5 separate regions of the Sus scrofa genome follow, and all the other regions are linked to region 4. Evidence: chromatin contacts called from public Hi-C and HiChIP or PLAC-seq data. All regions are on one chromosome and are shown on one strand. Each heading gives the region's core, a stretch centred on a gene start, on an enhancer-like site or on the middle of the called end of the contact. The rest is flanking DNA. Distances are from core to core; before and after follow the strand shown.

Region 1 (2,700 bases), core at 107-2,606, 250 kb before region 4:
AAGGTCTGAGAGGTCCTGAAAGGTCTGAAAGGTCCTAGACATGGAAGGCCACCCACCTTGTGCTTTTCACAGACTCACGTTCACTGACTTGTCTTCTGTTTACTTGCTCAACTAGTGCCATCTCTAGGATATAGAATTTTTTTCTTTTTTCCTCACTCTGACATTTAACTGTCTGCTTTATAAACAAGTGGAGCCTCTCCTCACTGGGCTACTCCAGTATTACAAAGGCAGAGAGAGCATCTGCCATGTCAGTTGGTGGACCCCGATCGAAAATGGAGATACAGAAAACAGATTTAAGAATACATCTCATTAATGCCTAGCCTGTCCCTGGACTCTTTCACTGTTAAGTGATGAGAAATTGACAACAAGCTTGTCAACAGAAATGATTACCCATGAGTAATTCTTATATTATGTTTAATATATGTTTGAATTGCTTTCTTTTCAACTCAGTTCCCATTTTATGAACAAAACATGATTGAAAAATGTAACTCACTGGACAGTTCTTAAATTGGGCTGTGCATCTTGAATGTAGAACCTTCAAAAAATGCAAGTGGCTAGGCCCTGCACTATGAAGATTCTGATCCCCTAAATCTAAAGTGGGGCCCAGATACCTACATTTTAAAAACTCTTTTTATTGCTCCACACCCCCTCCCCTCCACCCTCAGGTCCCAGCAAAGATGGACCCCAAGCATGGTCAGGTGGGTGCCGAGAATGAGCAAGTTTTGGGCCACCAGGAATAAGCCAGTAACATCTTTGAGCCTCCATTTTTTTTTTTTTTTTGTCTTATAAAATGAAAGCCTGGACCCAAGGTCTATGGGAAGGCCCAGAAATGTACTTTTTTTTTTTTTTACCCAACATTTCGAGTGACTCCAGCATGGTGGCTGTGGAGCCTGACATAGGGAAGTGCTCCCTCCATGGTCCTGGGGCTGCATCCAGCTCGCAGCAGGAGGGGGCAGTGGTGAGTGTGGGGACCACAGTGGAGAGGAAGGGTACTGAGAGCAGTTCTTTTTTCCGTGTGAGGTGGGGAACTGCGGCGTTCCTAAATATGTAAGCAAATGAGATATACTTGAAGGTGAGAGGCGAACTGGGGAAAATAAAATTGTTTGCTTTGCAAAGGGCATTTTCAAATGATTAGACTTCTATTGGTGAGACCTTTACAAAGAATTCTAGACAGTAAATATCATCCTAGTGATGCCCTTTTATTTCTTTTCAAATTGATGCCTTCGACTCTCAGTGATTTTAAGATCCAGTTAAAAATAGAAAAGACTCTTATCCAGGTGGCATTTGCTCACTGGATGGGCTGGAGCACAAGGGCACCACATCCTGAGTACCGGCACAAATCAGCAGCCAAGCCCTCTTGGGAGCCAAGCACCCGCAGAAGCCAGGGAGCGAGTCCAAATGGAGCCATGGAGAGAGAACAGCCTCAGAAATCAGTGGAAAGAATGGATAAAGAATTTTTTTATTTTTCATTTTTGACTGCCCCTCGGCACATGGAGCTCCCAGGCCAAGGATCACATTTGAGCCGCAGTCTCGACCTAAGCCACAGCTGTGGCGATGCCAGATCCTTAACCAGCTGTGCAGGACCGGGGATTGAACCCGCATCCCAGCACTCCCAAGGTGCCACTGATCCCATTGCACCACAGCAGAAGCTCCAGATAAGGAATTTAAGAAGACATTACAATGGCTAATTATGGCCCTCTGGGGCCTCAAATCAAATGTGAGCCCCTTGAACCAGCAGGTAGGCTGGGTCAGCCTGCATTAAGTGATGTCTTTGTTTTCTAGGGTTAATTATTTTTAAACCATTTCCAACATTTCTCAAGAGCTTCTGAACTTGTCTTGCCCTGCGTATTTGTGCTCTCAAGTTATGGCAGCTGTATAAGCATTTTTTAATGGAAAGTTAAAAGTTTCACAGCATAGAATGAGGATGCTAAAGTTTTTCACCATTGAATATGTAATCACGTTGATCTGCCAACATGTAGTTCGCAAAAAGATGTTGAATCCAAATAAAGAATTGGCTTCTGAGAAAGCCAGTGCCCATCAGTGCCAGAGCCTCAGTCCTTGGGGAGGGGATGGTCCATTTGTCAAGCCCCAAGTCAGCCTGAGCCAGTAGATAAAGGTAAATTGAAGCCTAAAATGTTTTGAGTGTTTGAGTGCCCTCTGAGCTGGCTTTTCCCTTTCTCCTGTGTCAGGACTTTGTCTCACAGCCCTCTGTACCTTCAGGGCGAGTGTCTTGACCCTCCTTTGTCATAGTCTCCCCAAATGGTCCTAACACACACAGGCAGAGTGAGGCTGTGGTGACAGTACAGTAAGACACAGTGTGAAGCAGGGCAGGAAAGGGGAGGAGAGCTTGGTGATGGAGGAGGAGGACACCTCAGGCTTGGGGGCCCTGCCTCACTGGGCAGACCAGGAGGGAATTCTGGGACAAAATGGTACCATAAAGTCAGATTGGAGGCCCAGTCAGAATTCTGCCTTTATAGCATCCCCACCTATTTTCACGACCCGAACACAGCTGGGTAGTAATGATAACAGGGGTGGTGATAGGTGGCATGCAACAGGAGATGACACGAGCTAGCCATGGTTCCAAGCCTTCTACGTGGGCTGTGACTCCTAAGACCAATTCTTGGAGGTGGGGTCTGTTGGCTTGATATTTCACACAGTAGATTTCTCTCCAATTCATAAATGATGACTTTCTTTGAAGTG
Region 2 (2,700 bases), core at 130-2,629, 160 kb before region 4:
CACTCGTAAAGTGACTGTCCTTGGTAGAAAGGGCAAGTGTCCTACTCTTCTCTGTTTAGGTCATCTCAGTATCTATGGGTCAATCTGTGAAAGCTTATAACACACTCTGAAACCTGTAAAAATCTATACTTAAACCAAAATCATGAACCTGACTTTATTTTTGTAAATCCTTTCCAGTGTACCCTAAAGATACATGTCCTATGTGTGGATACCTTCCTGGGGACCAGGATCCTTTTTATTTTCTTTTTTTGTCTTTCGTCTTTTTAGGGCTGCAACCACAGCATATGGAGATTCCCAGGCTAGGGGATGAATCGCATCTATAGCTGCCAGCCTATACCACAACCATAGCAATGTGGGATCCGAGCCATTTCTGCGACCTACCCCACAGCTCACGGCAACACTGGATCCTTAACCCACTGAGCAAGGCCAGGGATCAAACCCGCGTCTTCATGGGTACTAGTCAGGTTCATTAACCACTGAGCCATGATGGAAACTCCTGGGAACCAGATCCTTGAGTGCCGCATGTGACAGTCTGACATGCTACAGAGGTCAGTCTGGCCTGCAGCCAGCCTCCTCTCCCCTGAGGTCAGTTATCAGGGTCAGATCACACAGGCCAGAGTGCCCCTCCTGATAGGAACACTTTTTTTGCCCCCCCTAAAGTATATCCTCTTTCCAGCATACCCAAGTGTTTCTTCCAACAGGTTAAATAACTTTCAACTTTTCATTTGTGGAAATGATTCACATTTTTATAGATGGACCTCTAATAGAAGTGAATCAAATGATGTTAAAGCAAGTGCATCTTTATGTAATCATTGATTCCAAACTTCTTAGGTTATTACAAACTGGTTGGGTTTTAAAGAATACAACTAATAATGTGTGCATTTTGTGGGTTCCAGGTTACGGCAACAAGGGCTCTAGAGAGCCAGACAGTAACTATTTTGCGTTTTGGAGGTCATACGGTCTCTCTCACAACAACTCTGATACTGCAGCACAATGCTGCTACAGACAATATGTAAACAAAGGGGTATGGCTGTGAGTCACTAAACCTTTACTCATGAAAATGTGTGACTGGTCAACCCCTGATTTAGAGGACTTGTGGTATTGCCCTGAGTGTCCCTACTTCTCTGTGGGGACCAGAGGGAGACCAGGGAATGAAGAGGATATAGCAATGGACAAGGCATGTACTGGGATACAAAAGTCCATTCCAATCCACCTCTGCAGGAAGGGACTCAGTGACACCACTAACAATGGTTTACTTGTTCACTGGTACAAAAATAAAAACAAAGACCAACAAAACCTATGAGCCAGGCACTGGGCCAGGAACTCTAGAGATAAATGACATAACCCCTGCCAAGTGGGAATTCTATCCATGACACAGTGTCCATGGGCCCTGACATGTTAAAAGAACTCATTCCAAGGACCCAAAGCCCACGGCCCTATACTGATGAGTGCCAACATACTCGACAATGGCATCCCGATCTGCTATGTCCCCAAGCACCATGCGCTGAATGATGCTGTTGTGCTCCTCTTCCGAGAGGTTTTTATATGACACAAGGGGGATGTTGTACTTCGTGGCTGGTGAAGGGTCCACTCCCAGAAGCCAAGGATGGTTTTCAATCTCTTCTAAAGAGGCCCTTCTCTTGGGATCTCTCTGTAGCATCCGTGTGATCAGGCTGGAAAGGAAAGCAAGTCCATGTTAAAGCAAACAGCTGTGGGGGATTAGTAACCGTGTGTTACTGTATTTATCAAAATTGTTTCCTAATCTTATACCATCAATTTAATTACATTCACTAGTGGAGGTGGTGAGGCAGATGGGAATAAAGAAAATACAGTGCCATAAAATTCATAAAAAAAATCACAACCACCAGATATGCCGATAAGCCAAACACACAAACGCAGTTTCCTATCATCTAGAATTAACTCCTGGTACCAACATCTGTCCTTGAACTAACTGTGGCAAAACAACAGATACCAACCGTGGCAAAACCAGATACAATGATCAGCAATGACATACAGAATAGGGTGCATGAGCCAACTTCTATTTCAGGAAGAATGAATGACCATCCTGATGAAAGCAAACAAAATGCCATATATTTTAAGACATATATTTTGTTTAAAGGCATTGTGTTGGCTAGAAGGAAGAGTAGGAGGGAGGAGGTGAGGGAAGGAGGGCAGACCGAAGGACAGACAGATGAACTACTCATCAGGTAAAAACAGAGTAAAAGCAAGATTCTTAGAAGGCAAAGGACAAAGCTGCCCTCTGGCCTGATTGTTTCTGCTTGTTTCTGTTTAAACACTCAGTGCATGAAACAGAATAAAACATGTAAGGCCTACTGACGGTGGGGGATGCAATTCTTGGAAAGAACTTGATAGATGTTCTTGATTCACCCTTCAGTGTGAGGGTGAATGAGAAATGAGAAACAAATCTACTGCTAAGATGTCAAGAAGGAAAACTGCCTGCCTCAAAACTGGCTATGGAGGTGGAGTGGGAGAATTTCTTTTAAGAACTACAAGCTGATCCTCATACAAGTTTGTAGTCCAAATTAGTGATATCATATCTGTGTGATATACATATTGAATAAGTTAATTTTAAGAGGTTTCAGGCTGGAAGTACCCCTAGGCAACTAGTAGAAAAGTAAATGCAAACTCCCTATGTAATATTACAAGAAATTTGACCTCACAGTCAAAAAATACAAAGGA
Region 3 (2,700 bases), core at 186-2,685, 190 kb after region 4:
CAGGTAAGTTAAGGAAGGTGAGGCTGGCAGGGAAAAAGCTGTCAGGAGAGACTAAACACCACATCTTGATAGTTGCAGGGATTCCAGGGGGGGCAAGAGGGTAGTTATAAGTATAAAAAAAGGACTTTAAAAGAAAACACAATGCAAACCTACATTTGTAATGCTGCTAAATTGATGGGTTTTGTTCAAAATGAGGTTGCAGGTTCGATCCCTGGCCTCGCTCAGTGGGTTAAGGGTCCTGCGTTGCTGTGGCTGTGGCGCAGGTCAGCAGCTGTAGCTCCGATTAGATCCCTAGCCTGGGAACATCCATATTATACGTAGTAGGTGCGGCCCTAAAAAAAAAAGCAAAAAAAAAAAAAAAAAAAAAAAAAGGTACCTCCTGTAATTGTACTTTTCTTAAATCATGATACTCTTAAATCATGATACTGTAATAAACAGCCCTCACAGTGGATACTTGATATTACTGACATATTAAGCAAAAAGATGTGATCGGTACCGTTGACTATCTGTGAAAGGCAAATTATCTGGAAGTGGAACAGCAGAGGCCACGCTACAAAACACAAAACACTACTTTCCTACGGGGAAAACTACAGCTATGGAGTCGAAGTACAAATAACAAGCCCAGGTGGGGAACAAATCCCAACACAACACACGTCACTAATGTCAGGAACCAAATGTTTTATCTGATTGTTATAAACCTTAACAATTAGGTTATGACAATGAATAAAGGTTAAAAGAATGTAATGAAAAGAGTGAAAGACATGTGAAGACAACTAGATGAATAAATCTTTCCACATCTCCACCTGTGTATAAAGGCTATTATATGCGAAAAATCAGACACATAGTAAGTGCTTAACAGATGATAATTCGTCTTGAGATTCTTAAACATTCGGATGAGCCAATCTAAATCCAAGACTCCACGCTCCCCAATTTTGTGGGTTCAGTAACCTCCATCCTGGGAGGGGATAAAAACGACCATCTCAAAATCTTGCTGTACAGACAGCAACAAGCTTCCAGACTGGCTTTATACCAGGCCAGGGAAGTAAAGTTAATAAAGTGATCAGAGACCGATTTCCTGGGACCACTTCAAAAGGTAAATGGCGTTAGGTCTTGCACAGGACTAGGGGTAGGGCTGGGGTTTCCTCAGGGCAAAAGAGGGCGGAAGCGACCGAGGGGCGTGTTCTCTGTAGACGGCGTGTCCTGGAGGCTTGTTGACACTTTTGAAAGTCAAAACTCGAATTTGTGTCGGTACCCGAATCTGAACAGGGCGCAGGCTGTCTTGGGGACAAGAAACTAGGGCGCAGGAACCTGTGGCCAACGTCCCGGGCCCGCCAGCGCCCCCTCGCTATGCGAACGAGTCGAGCCTAGGCATAGGGATGAGCACCCCAGTAACCGAGTAGCCGCGCCCGTCTCCCCCAGGGTCCGGCCAGTCCTTCTAGAACAAGCTAGACCCGCTCACCGTGGGCTCTGAATAGCCTGGGCCCTTCCCAGAGAGAAGAGGTTTGGGGTACCACACGCCGGTTCTCACAAACCAAACCTTCATAAGCTTTAAAAGAAAAAAAAAGGCTGCGCCGGAAGTATGTCATCACCCTGTCCTGTCAATTTATAACTTTCCCTGATATTCTCTCTAGTAATCTTGGAGGACCGCAGATATCGGTGGTTCCTCCTCCTAAGTTCTCGCGATACAAGCCTGAGGAAAAGGGAGGGCGGGAGAGTAGGTTTCTGCCTTTCTTCCAAGCAGTGCGTTCTGCATCGAAGCATTAGGACCTGGATTATCCAGCAAGAATCGGGCTTTTATGTCATTGGATATAGGATGAAGGGGCGGGGCCCAGCCGGGCCGAGGAGTAGAGGAACCCGCAAAGTCTTACCTGTCCTTGGGCGCGGGAGCCCTCCCATTCCCAGCGTCGACAGGCTTGGCCCTGCCCTGGCCGACTCCCCACCCTCTAGTGGGTCCCTCGCTTTAGGCCTAGGGAAGCAATCAGAGACCTGGCTGGAGATCTGAACGGGGCTAAGGGCCTGACCTGGACAGGGTGGGGACCTGAAGGCAAAGGAGCCACCAAAACTTTTGCTGCATGAAGGAAAGTCGAGGATAGAGTAGCGATCTTGATGTATATCAAGAAGACCCTTGTAAAGTCGAAAAAGCTGAGCTTTTCTGTGCTGCTTAGGGAGTCACCATGAATAACTGAGGGTTAGAAGCAGGAAGTGAATCCCAGGCCCAGCTAGAAGCCTATGTACACTGCCCTGCTTACTGGTTCAGAGACCTTCACTTGCCCACTACTGCCAGATGCCCTCATTTATCTAGTTCCTACCCCAGCCACTGTGATGCCCCACGTGGGGCTCACAGTCGACAACTCTTTATCTCACACCCATGCTCAATCACTGTTTCCCACAAAACAGCCACACTGACAGGAAGGCTGGGTCCAAAGGAGGGTCCAGGCTTCAGCCATGTCCTACTGAGGCTAACAGCTCCCCAGGACCCATGAGGCCCTTGTTTGGAAACCAGGTCACATCTTTTCAAGGTAACCTCAAGTCCTCAATGGTCTGCATAACCTGGGAGCTTTATAGGAACTCCTCTGATTACCTTGGAAAGAACTTTAAATGTGGAAGAGCAGGGGTTAGGATCTCACTGGTTAAAAGAAACTGAATGATCACAAGATACATGGTTGGGTAGGTATACCAAGGCAAAAATAAAAGAACCTA
Region 4 (2,700 bases), core at 47-2,546:
TTAGGCTAACCAATGAATATGCAGAACTTCCTTGGACATTCTGAGCCTGGGGAAACTCACTCTCCCCCAGGCAGCATTCCCTGGTTTCATCTTGAGAGTCAAGCGGCCTGAGCTAGTATCCCATTTTTATCTTCTCCTACAGGCTTGCGTGTGACCTTGGAGAAATGATTTGCTCTCTCTGTTCCTGGTGTTCTTTATAAAATGGAGACAACACAAGTACCTGCCTGGGGCAGTTGCTGGAGTGGTGGTGAATGAGATGACATAGAGAACACATACCTAGCCCTGCCGACTGTGCCTGGTAGCCAGTCTGCCCCTTTAAGCTTAGCCGTTGCTCCGAGGTCTGCCCTCTGCAGCAGTCATCTGTCCCAGCCGGAGAAATGAGCGGGGCTGCTATACAGACGAGGACTGTGCCAGGCTGCCCGCTGGCAGGAGGAGAAGGGCTGATGGGATCCCAAAGCGCTGCTCCTGAACTGTGTCGACGGAGGGGAGTTCAGACCCTACTGGAGTCCAGAACGCGGGTGCACTCTGCCACCTGCTCTGCATGAGCCCTCCCTGAGGGCGAGTTCCTCAACCTGGGACTGTCGATTTGTTCACCTTTTCAATGGAAGTAACATACCCACCACTGTGTCAGGGAAAGATGCAACTGCTAATACCTAAGACGTGATAAGCACACGGACTGGCACCTACTAAAGATTTATTTCAGATTATAAAAAGTTGCTATTTCTGCTCTTAACTTTTTTCTTTATTGTAAAGTGCTCCCCTTCCACGCCCACCACCCTGTTTCAAACAAAGAGCACACCAAAGTTTCTGTAAATCTGGTCCTGTTTGAACCCAAGCAGACGTGACTTTAATGTGATATCACAAAGGTTCAGACCAGGTCCTGTGTTACCCAAACTGCCTCCTTGTTGGCTGATCACATGACTGTCATTCCCTTCACATGCCCGGAGCTCAGGCTGCGAGCTAAAATCAGAATGAGCCAAAGGTTTCCGGTCAATTCAGCCTAAGATTCTTCCCCTTGTGACGACATCGGGGCCTCTGCATCATGAGCCGGGGTGCGGGGGAGGAGCCTGTGTGGTTGTACTGGTACCCCTCGCCCACCTCGCCCCTCTCCCCCCTCAGTGGCCCTGGGACCCAGGGCGTGAGAGAGGGAGAAGGTGTGCCAGTCCTCAGAGCCACCTGCAACCGCACAGACAGCACCCCCTACCCGACTCTATCCCCAGCCCAGGACCACTTTGCCTCCACAGAGATCCAGGCGTCTTCCTTAGTGCAACCGGGCCAGGGGCTGTGCCTCTGCCACTTCTCCAAGCTGGTGCCCAGTGGAATTGGCCAGGGATGCAGTGGCTCTGTTGGCAGCCCCGAGGGGCAGAGGGGCATTCTGTGCCATTTGGACAGAGTCACATTTCCAACTGGATTGAAAGTGGAATCTTTAATAATATATAGATTTTTCAGTGACTGAAGCCTTGCTCTTGCCAAATCCTAGCATAAAGCATATTTTTACAGCTGGGATGATAAATCCCTGAAAGACGGCACTTACCATGGAAACGCTGACACAGCCTTTCATTCCCTTCGCAGTGATTAAAATCCTCATTTCAATTTGTTTTCCTTTATTTTGAGCTGGAGTCATTTGCAAGTCCTAGGAATACATCTCCTGGTGGTGGTAGAAAACTAAATGCTGCCCTCTGTCAGAAATCAGAGGGAACTGCTCTTCACTCCCTGGAGTGGAGCAATGGCTTGGAGGATTATGGAAACCAGGAAAACAGGCCTTCTTACTAGGAATCTTACCAGGAGAGAAATTCCTGCAGGACTTAACCCAGTTTCCTAGGCAAAGGGAGGCAGGGAAGGGAAGGCAGCTAATAAAAGGCTTGTTAGCAAACCAGAGGCCACTAGGGGCAACTGGAGATTCGGCCCACCGGGGAATTCTCTAAGCCAGTATGGACTTAGCACCTCAGTCATCCTGCTGGAGAGGCAGGAGAGTTCCTCGTTGGTTGCGGGCTGCTGGCCATCAATTCTTAGGCACTTAGGGCCTGACGGCCTTCGCAGGTTCCAGGCAGAGATGCGGATCTTGGCAAATGGAGGGCCAGCCCTTGTCATGTTGAGGCCCCAGCAGATATGGGCAGCCTCCCATCTGTCTGCTGCACCCACTCTCCATTGCTCCTTTTATTCTCCTTTGGACCATTTCATTTGCAGGGATATTTTATGCCCTTGGAATTAAGGGGTGATGCCTTCTGTTTAGTCATGGCCTACAGTCTTTGCTGAACCAAACGCCCAGTGTCCTACCAACTAGATGCTTCAGGATGTTTTTCTTACTTTCCAGGTCCCTTAATTGATAATAAAATCTGTCATGGGCCTGACCACAGTTCTTAATCAACCAGTGAGACTGCAGCGGCGCCCCTGGTCTGAAAGCCCGACGCAGTCTCAGGTTTCTTCTTCTAAAAAGGCATCCCCATCATTCAGCTGTGCAGATCTCACGAGGATGCAGCCTAATGGGATTGGGATTGTTTCTCCAATTCTGCTCGCAGGCAGTGCTTGGGGGAGCAATTTTCCAAAATGTGTCCCACAGACACTCAGTGAACAGAGATACTCTTCACAAGAGGGCTTCAGAGATCGGTTACTGTTGGTAAAATTGCTAGAAACAGCCCCTTCTTAAAGGTCACACTACCTGCCAGCATCTTAAAGGCTCTGAGAGGTACTGCAGGGAGA
Region 5 (2,700 bases), core at 173-2,672, 200 kb before region 4:
TGGGTGTGCACACTCTAGGCCCTTTGGGCTGTCTCCTCTCCAGGTCTGTCTGCCAAAGCCCAAGTTTCAGCACCCAGGCACCACACACACCAGCAGACATGTGTCCCAGGCTGGGAGGTGGGGTGACACAGCAGCATCAGTGCTGGTCCCTCTCTATCCTGCTAGACAGCAAGCCAGCCTGGCACACTCCTTTTAGGCAAATTCTAGACCCTTGTATCTGCCGATCTGTCCCAGCAGACCTCCTAGCTGGCAAAGGAGGGTCCCAGAATGAAGGAACCTTGCTTCTTTCACAGCCTGCTCCCAGGGGCACAGGACCCACCCCAGTTCCCCTTTTTTCCCCCTTTGGTCTTACTTGGTTACCTGGGGATTTTTCTTGCAGCTTTAGTTGTAGAAGACCTGCCTACTTAGAGTTGGTATTCTGTGAGAACTGTTCTGATTATCCACGTATCTCGATGTATTTGTGGGAGGAGGCGAGCTGCATGTCCTCTACCCTGCTGTCTTGGTCTCCTCCCCAAAAAAGATGATTTAGGAAGTAGACATTAATTTTTTTCTTTTTTAAACTAAACTGACATTTACTTTCCCTAGTCAGCCCATGCAGTTAATGAACTCATGACACAGCATCTCCCTACCTGGGTAACCCGGCCCTGGCTGCCAGGTCTGGGAGCTGGGTTTGTACCTTCTTGGAAGAGTTTTGATTTTCTGCTTGATCCAAGCTGACCATTTTGCAACCTTTTGGTGGCCCTTGACTCCTCTATCACCCTTCTTCCATCCAGCTCCACCTGAAGACAGCCTTCCCCTTCACCAGAGCCACTCGAGAGCCTGGGGGGCTGATTTCTGTCCCCACTGGGTGATAATCTGAGGGGTGGACCCAGGCCTACACTGTTATCAGGGCAGGTGGCCATCTGGAATGCTGAAACCCTGTAACTTCTCACAGCCCATGTTATGGTGTGTTTTCTGTTATCCCATACATGTGACCAGCACATATGATCCAGAGTGACAGTGACATCAAGAACATGGATATGTCTCATTTACACACCCACCATAAAGGAGGCTTTACCTGTTCATGTTGCTCTTGCTAAGATTATCAGCTGAACTGTCATCTCTCTGACTGCTGCTACAGGCTCAAAGACATGTTGGCTGTTCTTGCGTAGCTATTTATGGAGTCCAACCCTGTGCCAGAGCTGTTATGGGCCCTGAGGGTAGAGTCATGAGGCCAGATACTAGATGGATTAGAACATTTAAAGTAGAAAAACCATGCATATAAACAATAAAAAAACAGACAGTAGAGGGAAGTGCAGGAATTAAAATAGAGGCCTGTGATGGTGACCGGCAGCTCCTCCGAGTGGAATGATCTGGGACAGCCTCTCTGGGAGGAGACAGGCTGAGGAGAAAACCTCAGAGGCAAGGCAGGTGAGACAGATGGTGAAGAGCCAGCAGGAGGCAGGATCTGGTGGTTAGGGAACAGAACCAAGGCTGGAGGGGGGCAGTGGTGGGAAGGCAGTGAGAGAAAAGTGCGGGCTTGACTTTCAGTCCCCAGACCTATGGGAAAGCTCTGTAGGTACATGTTCTGGCTCCTATCTTGAAACATGGTGAGGGTAGTTTGTGGACAGACATGGGAGAGTCTGGGAAATGGTTTCAACAGAGCAAGGGTGAGAGCCCGAAGCTGGGCAATGAGGAGTGGGGTGTACTTGGCAGTTGGAGGTGACAGGACCCCTGGATGGAGCAGAGAGTCATCCAGGGTAGTATCTAGGTTTGGGTCTGCACAGCCAGGTGGCAGTTGTTCCTGAGATAGGGATGAATGGCAGGAAAGCTGGCTGGGGTGGGATGTGGGGTTCAGAGCCCTGTTGAGTCTGTCAGCAACTCTTACAGTTTTACAGTTGTCAAATAGTAAAATGAGCCAACTCCTCCAACAGGAGAGGGGGTGGCTGTAATTCTGCCCAGGTGCTGCCCCTGTGCCTTCCTGCCCCTCCACCCTGTTGGGGGCTTATCAGGGCCTGATAGCACTGCCAAGTCTAGGACAGAGCTGGAGTTTTTCATGGTTCTATTAAAACGTGTTCAGAATGCTGCTTGTTTGAGGGACTTTCCTCTAGATCTAATAAAAAAATCATTTTTGTGAAAACATGGTACTTCAAAAGGCTGATTCTCTACTTTCCTTTGTCACCTGAACTGCCAGACTCTTGCTTAATTTTGCCCTGACCCTATCTGACCTCAAAAAGGTGGCTTAGGCCCATCAGTAACTTGTACATCAGTGACACAAATAGGGGAGACATGCTCAGTTGCCAAGGTGGACAGGTAGTGAGGGCATAGCTTGCACAATGGAGGCTCCTGTTCCTGCTCCCTTCCTTCCCGTCGCTAGCACTGTGGAAGTGGCTGCCTTCCAGGAAGTGGTTCTCCACCCCAGCTGCATGACCGAATCATGGGAGGGGGGGTGCATTCAAAGCCCCCATGCCTAGGCCATGCCCCAGCCCAATTAGAATGGAAGGAGGTAGGTGCATGTAGGGATGGGTGACCCTATGATGTCACCAGATGGCTAGTGGACTCCAGGGCCAGCTGTCCTGGGTACCATTGCTGAGCTGAACTGACCTAAGAATCCAGTTCCTTTTAAAGCTGCTGCCCTGGACTAGTTCCTCCCATCAGGAAGCCTACAGAAAGCCCCCATACCAACTTCAGCCACAAGAGGGGCAGACAGCAGAAGAGAGG

What was found. A called contact is a pair of places that touch in the nucleus more often than the background predicts. HiChIP or PLAC-seq counts read pairs in DNA pulled down with a chosen protein or histone mark.
Region 1: a contact with region 4 is called in an H3K27ac HiChIP or PLAC-seq map of skeletal muscle. The contact joins two enhancer-like sites. A contact is called at or near these places in 1 of 47 Hi-C or Micro-C datasets (heart right ventricle) and 1 of 2 datasets of contacts at active chromatin or transcription factors (skeletal muscle).
Region 2: an H3K27ac HiChIP or PLAC-seq map of skeletal muscle shows a contact between it and region 4. The contact joins two enhancer-like sites. A contact is called at or near these places in 2 of 47 Hi-C or Micro-C datasets (heart right ventricle and retroperitoneal adipose tissue) and 1 of 2 datasets of contacts at active chromatin or transcription factors (skeletal muscle).
Region 3: a contact with region 4 is called in a Hi-C map of liver, with 7 times the contacts expected there. The contact joins two enhancer-like sites. A contact is called at or near these places in 3 of 5 promoter capture datasets (fetal liver, fetal skeletal muscle and liver), 26 of 47 Hi-C or Micro-C datasets (alveolar macrophages, brain, embryonic fibroblasts and 15 more) and 2 of 2 datasets of contacts at active chromatin or transcription factors (alveolar macrophages and skeletal muscle).
Region 5: an H3K27ac HiChIP or PLAC-seq map of skeletal muscle shows a contact between it and region 4. The contact joins two enhancer-like sites. A contact is called at or near these places in 1 of 47 Hi-C or Micro-C datasets (embryonic fibroblasts) and 1 of 2 datasets of contacts at active chromatin or transcription factors (skeletal muscle).

The regions. Positions count from the first base shown.
Region 1 is chr13:26,798,262-26,800,961 of Sscrofa11.1, reverse strand. All of the region lies in intron 12 of ANO10 (anoctamin-10), which reads left to right. Among named protein-coding and RNA genes, the nearest start is that of SNRK, 130 kb to the right of the region's middle. Within about 2 kb of position 1,356, at least 2 of the 83 cell types and tissues checked have an H3K27ac peak or open chromatin away from gene starts, as enhancers often do. A contact at or near this core is called in skeletal muscle, where this site is marked.
Region 2 is chr13:26,712,375-26,715,074 of Sscrofa11.1, reverse strand. It overlaps SNRK (SNF-related serine/threonine-protein kinase), which reads right to left. Exons shown (of 8, transcript XM_021071714.1): 6 at 1,461-1,673. Among named protein-coding and RNA genes, the nearest start is that of SNRK, 45 kb to the right of the region's middle. Within about 2 kb of position 1,379, at least 9 of the 83 cell types and tissues checked have an H3K27ac peak or open chromatin away from gene starts, as enhancers often do. A contact at or near this core is called in skeletal muscle, where this site is marked.
Region 3 is chr13:26,357,631-26,360,330 of Sscrofa11.1, reverse strand. No RefSeq gene overlaps it. Among named protein-coding and RNA genes, the nearest start is that of CYP8B1, 27 kb to the right of the region's middle. Within about 2 kb of position 1,435, at least 57 of the 83 cell types and tissues checked have an H3K27ac peak or open chromatin away from gene starts, as enhancers often do. A contact at or near this core is called in brain, fetal skeletal muscle, liver and 3 more, where this site is marked.
Region 4 is chr13:26,549,702-26,552,401 of Sscrofa11.1, reverse strand. LOC110256580 (a long non-coding RNA gene) reads left to right here. Exons shown (of 2, transcript XR_002338245.1): 2 at 143-1,593. Among named protein-coding and RNA genes, the nearest start is that of POMGNT2, 47 kb to the right of the region's middle. Within about 2 kb of position 1,296, at least 28 of the 83 cell types and tissues checked have an H3K27ac peak or open chromatin away from gene starts, as enhancers often do. A contact at or near this core is called in brain, fetal skeletal muscle, liver and 3 more, where this site is marked.
Region 5 is chr13:26,746,438-26,749,137 of Sscrofa11.1, reverse strand. All of the region lies in intron 12 of ANO10 (anoctamin-10), which reads left to right. Among named protein-coding and RNA genes, the nearest start is that of SNRK, 79 kb to the right of the region's middle. Within about 2 kb of position 1,422, at least 5 of the 83 cell types and tissues checked have an H3K27ac peak or open chromatin away from gene starts, as enhancers often do. A contact at or near this core is called in skeletal muscle, where this site is marked.